2 separate regions of the Zea mays genome follow, and region 1 is linked to region 2. Evidence: chromatin contacts called from public Hi-C data. All regions are on one chromosome and are shown on one strand. The core of a region is the stretch at or near the end of the contact, and the rest is flanking DNA. Distances in the headings are between cores, read along the strand shown.

Region 1 (2,758 bases), core at 98-2,597, 330 kb before region 2:
ATTTGGTTGTTTTTTGCAAGTTTTTTTTCAAGTCCGCGTACAGTATCGGTACCACTAGTTGTATTCCTCTTCAGTCTCCTGATCGATATCAATGACACCAATTGGTTTGCATTGTCATCTTCGCAGCTAGGGTGCTTGTGGTAATCCGAATTACATTTCTAGCCTTCTTAAGATTTTCACTTCTCTTTTTGACACATCAGTTATTATCAAGATGAAAATGGGCTTCCATTCTTTTTGTTCAGGCCAGAGGCTCACTTTACGGTGCTCTTGGTGGCTCTCTTCTTGCATACCGCATTGCAGATTTTCTAGGTGGACTAAAAAAACTAATTTATTTCTAAAATGGTCCCAAATATTATTTAACAAAACAAATTCAGGGATGTATACATGAAACGTGTACCACGTATGTCCTGTTTGTTTAAGCTTTTTTCAGTTTCTAGACACCCAAAAGCTGATGTGAACTAACAAACGCTCTAGAGTCTATCTCTATAAGAATCATTTCGGTAAAAATCGTCTAAAATCAATACAGAATCGGTCGAGTCGTCACGATAGTAGGAATCCAATGTTTTATAGATCCTGAACCCTTTGAACCATTTTATCTTTCTCCATATCTAATTCCACGATATTTAGATTCATATCACAACAAGATTCTTAGAAAAACTGGTTAGAAAAAAGCATAAGAAGCCTCGATTTCGTCGTAATCTGAAAGCCCAAAAGTCTCGATTGCATCTAAAGTCTTGGTGCACACCAGTCCTTCCAGGCATTGGCAATTCGTTGGACTCGCGAGCTGGTTGCCGGCTGGCACGCGCTGCACGCATGCAGAGAGGGCGTCAAACGCGACCTGCCGCTGCCGGAGCACGACGGTGACCTCCACCTCTTTTTTTTTTCTTTTTTTTTGTCAGGGCCCAGAACGTAACTGCGTGAGCGTGACGGAGAGAAGAGGATCAGCCAGCGTGACGTGTGGGTCTTGACAGCCTGAATCAGTGCGTTGCGTTGTATGCATGTGGGCGGGGACGCCGTTGTGCCACGTCTCTCTAGCTCTCTTTGAACGTACTGTGCGTATGATGCTGAGAGGACGTACGTAGATCTTATGGGTGATCATTTATCAAGCAACATGGAGTGTTAGCGACCACACTCACTACACGCAGACGAAGAAACCCCCCCCTAGAGACACATGTGCCGCCACGGCGTGATTTTGGACTGGTCGACACTAGCTAACCGTGGCTGTCAATGCAAGTCGATGGCGCGACAGCTAATAAGCGAATTCCAGATCCACAGGGACGATCGATAGAATTTATTGTGCTCCGATTATGCGCCGTCGTTGGCTCGTGATGTATGTATCATATACTAGTATATGCTACTGCATTTTTTTTGTTTGTTGTTCGATAAAAGCCACGGAAAGTTAAGGGAGTCATCCATTCCATGCATCCTTTGGAAAGTCAAGGGAGTCATCCATTTTTTCAGTGTCTATAAATGTCATGTCAAGCAAGATAGCTACAGCTTCGCCTTTGGTACTTCTCCGGGAATAGGCATCCTACTATAGACTAATAGGACATGTATATTAGAAAGACACCAAAATAGTTGTTCAAGCAAAAGAGGACTAAAAGAATTATATAATGGAGTGTTAATAAATATAGTATATTAATAAGTACAGAAATGAATGTGTTTGTAGAGCATCATATCGATATAATATACAATGTATTCGTATAAGTAAAGTACATGCATTTGTTACTGCTTGAGTTAGGAGCCGAGCGGTGCCACCACACCGGGACTCCAAAAGTCAGAGGGCCCATCTATATACAGCCTATATATTAGCATATGGTTTGGCCCAAAAATCTATTAATCAGGTATGCAATCAATGGATTATGCTTTAGTGCCTTCTCCTTGACCGCTCAACGTTTCCAGCCTCCAAACGAGTAGTTCACACGCACATGCGTCAGGCACCTAGTGACCGCTCCCGAGTCACGAACTGTTGGCCTTCGCCCTCCACTTCGCAAACACTCAGATAAGCAAACCGATTGTCGCGTAACCCTAGACCTATATTCCAAACTACTCCTTAAATACTACTAGTCGTTACCCGTGCATTGCGACCGCTTACAACAATACCCACGTAAACTATCTATCAAAAAAAAAATTCAAGATTTTTTATTGATTGTCTCCGCTCTCTGTATAATATATTTTTTGATTTGGCTAACTTATGTTATTGTTTACTCCATACAAATATGTCTTGTTACAACACGACCAATGAAGTGAGCGATTAGAAGAGAGTTCACAACGATTGACTGAATGAACAGAGATTATAAAATGACATAATTCCATCATACAAAGACCAAATAAGAGAAAGTTTGTGAAATCAAGTTTATAAAATAAGTCCCATGAAGTCAAATTTATAAAAAAGATAGATCAAAATATGGAGTGATTCCTAAAGTCAGGCATCAATAAAAATTGGATGCGCTCCATATAAATTACGCTACTTCGTAGCAATTACTACGTTTAAAACCAACAAATAACCTTTCATTTTGCTGTTAGTATGACAAATCATTGCTGCTCCATCCAATTAAGCAACCTCAAACACCATATAGTCCATTACGCCAATGTGGTCTCAGAAACGACCTAATGCTTGTAAGAGCAAAGAATGCCGTGCCGTGCTTGGGCTGTAGCCTCGACCCGTAGTGCTGGCCCGGCCCGACACGATTTTTTTTATTTTACAAAAAACGTATATACCTATATACAATTTATATTAAATATTAAAAACATCCTA
Region 2 (2,819 bases), core at 14-2,513:
TAGTCAAAGGAAAAAACAAAGGTGCTATCACTAGTATATATGTCTATCAACTCTATTAACTATTAGAACTAGCCAGTCCTTAACCTTTTTGCTCATCCTTCTAAAATCAATAATTGAATACCATCAATAGGGGCACAAAAACTATATAGCCAATTATTATTACTCATAGCCAATAATTTAGTGTTGTCATTAGTCACTAAAACTAGATGCTTTCATATCTATCATGCTCGTGTTTGCCTGATCCAATTCCTAGGTCATGTTTGGGCTCCACTTAGAGCTTGTAATGGCATCACAACATGATCTGATTAAGAAAATGTTGACTAAAGACCTTCTCACCCACATATAAAATGCCATGACTTCGCTCAAACTTCATCCCCTAGTCTCCTACTACACCCATGTCTATGCTTCGCAACTTCACAAGTCTACCACATGTACTTGCAAAGGGCTGATTCTCCTAGCTCCCATGTCGTCGCCATCTTTCCCCTTTACCACCACAAAATCACAAATGTGCTCACTTATTATCCCCGCGTCTTCCCTTCCCTACCCTAAACACTATGGGCAACAACGTCGCATCACTTGGTGGTCCTTGTAGATCTAGACGAGGTCTCCTCCCCGTTTTGTGCTTGTTGATATAGTGATCTTGTCCTTGTCTTGTCGCTGTCCTTTGGAGTCGTCGCAGAGAGGCGGTGAAAATTCTAGCCGCTTCTAGAAGGTGCGGTCGCCGGTCGGATGAGAGTCGAGTGAGTGCAGGCCTATAAAAAGTAGCAATTGGATAACATTTTGAAAAAAATGAAAGAAATAAAAAAACTAGGGTTAAATAAGATTCTAAATTAAATCTAAGAAATCTATAGACATTCGGAAATCTATTTATCTTTTGTACTCCTTTGATTGGATTTCTAGATTTTGACGTTTGTGTAATTGGGCTTGACAGCCCCATCAATACAGGCAGGCCAGCTGATTTCGGGTGCCGCTGATTCGGCCCATGGAGGATAGAGCAGGCCTTTCAACAGGCAGGCAGTCCATGACGTAGTGCCTCGGCCTCAAAGCCCATGCGATTAATATCCACTGGTACGTACGCGACAGCCGAGGGAGTCACTGAGTCAGTGCCGAACGGCCTGGAAACCCCCCGCCGTGTGCCGGTGTCCACGCGCGCCCCGGTGCGGCCGCCACGACCGCGGACACGTGCCGGGCCTCGCACACGCGTCCCCCACGGCCCCCTCGCATCATTAAAACCGCGGTGCCCGCGCCACGGATCCCCGGCACTTCATTCCGGTTTCCGGATAGCTTACCTCCCATCGACGGTCGGTGAGCCGTTGGTGAGTGGCGAGACAGCGGGTGCGCTGGGCAAGAACAGGCGACGAAGAAGATGAGCACGCTGGACACGCGGACGCTCAAGGACGAGCTGACGAGCATGGACAGGAAGTGCCTCGTGGACCTCGGCCACCCGCTGCTCAACCGCGTCGCCGACAGCTTCATCCGCGCCGCTGGGGTCGGGGCGGCCAGGGCCGTCTCCAGGGAGGCCTACGTCGTCACCGTCGAAGGTACCGCGTCCCGGCCGAGTCTACCTAACTAGCGAGCGGCTGGTGCTCACCCGCCCGTTGCAAATCTATCTGCAGGGCTTTCAGGAGACTCGTCCGGGCTAGACGCCGACGGCGGCAAGCGGAGCCATTTCTCCAGCATCAGAGGTGACGACGGCCAGAGGTCGCTCGACGCAGTGGTATGTCACAAACATAGCTCAGAGCTGCGATTCGTTGTGCAGATTCATTAATGGTTTCTCTCTCACCCCCTCTTGACAATTTGCAGGTAAAAACGGCCGGCAAGGAGGCCTTCCAGTGGGGTTAGTGGTGTGATTAGTCTGTTCAGATCTAACAGTACGTTGGAGGTCCACAAGTAGTATAACCCTGTTTCTCTCGACCTCGACATGCAGGGTTGGCAGCCGGAGTCTACTCAGGGCTCACGTACGCGCTGCGGGAGGCCAGGGGATGCCACGACTGGGTCAGTGCCATTTCCTAGCTTTTAACCAGACGGCCGTTTTTGGCTTGGTCTCGCGTGTGAACTTTGCTGTCCTCGTGCAGAAGAACAGCGCCATCGCAGGCGCCATCGCTGGGGCGGCGGTGGCGCTCACGGGTGACGCCGGCGGCCACTCCGACAAGCTCGTCAACTTCGCCATCACCGGCGCCGCGCTCTCCAGCGCCGGGAGCTTGCTCTCCGGCATATTCTGATTGGCCCCCAGGGCTGCACCCGCCTGACACGGGTTCGCTGCCCGGTTGAGCCCTTCATCCGAGGGGTTTTAGCATGAAAGGTTGATTTCAGGCCAGCAATGAAATATGTATTCCTAGGGCCCTGCCGGTCTAGCACTGTGCGCTTCCAGTGTAATCGTTGCTTCGTGTACGAGTTTCAGACATTTCGAAATATCTTCTCCGAGTTCCGGTGGTTTGACATGTGCAAACATTTTGGTAGGGCTTAAGTGCTTAAATTTGTCGCCATGTTTTGGCATGTCCAACGAGTGACAATAATGCCGTGGCTAAAAACCAAAACCACGTTACAGTTGTGGCTAAAAACCAAATAAACCAAAAATCATGCCATGATTGTGGCTAAAAACCAAATACATAGTCAAACCTACATGAATTTACAAGTGTGACTGTGAACATAGAAGTGTATCATGTATCACCTTTAGTTGATTGGTAATCTTCGGCTGAAGAGCAAGTAGAAAGGAGTCGTTCTGTCCCAGTTTAGTTTTGTTGTTGTTTGGTTATAAAGTAACTAGAACGGAATGACTCCAATTAGGGAATATTCTTCTCAGATCTGGAACCATCCTG

The links. Hi-C and Micro-C count contacts between places; a contact is called where the count stands out from the background.
Region 1: a Hi-C map of bundle sheath shows a contact between it and region 2, with 6 times the contacts expected there. The contact joins the enhancer-like site here to the promoter of LOC100286246 in region 2. A contact is called at or near these places in 2 of 25 Hi-C or Micro-C datasets (bundle sheath and ear).

What each region holds. Positions count from the first base shown.
Region 1 is chr3:54,924,895-54,927,652 of Zm-B73-REFERENCE-NAM-5.0, reverse strand. No RefSeq gene overlaps it. Among protein-coding and RNA genes, the nearest start is that of LOC541969, 35 kb to the left of the region's middle. Within about 2 kb of position 1,347, at least 13 of the 20 cell types and tissues checked have an H3K27ac peak or open chromatin away from gene starts, as enhancers often do. A contact at or near this core is called in bundle sheath, where this site is marked.
Region 2 is chr3:54,595,536-54,598,354 of Zm-B73-REFERENCE-NAM-5.0, reverse strand. It overlaps LOC100286246, which reads left to right and starts at 1,263. Exons shown (of 5, transcript NM_001159134.2): 1 at 1,263-1,541; 2 at 1,617-1,717; 3 at 1,804-1,837; 4 at 1,928-1,995; 5 at 2,076-2,526. The coding sequence starts at 1,367. The coding sequence ends at 2,222.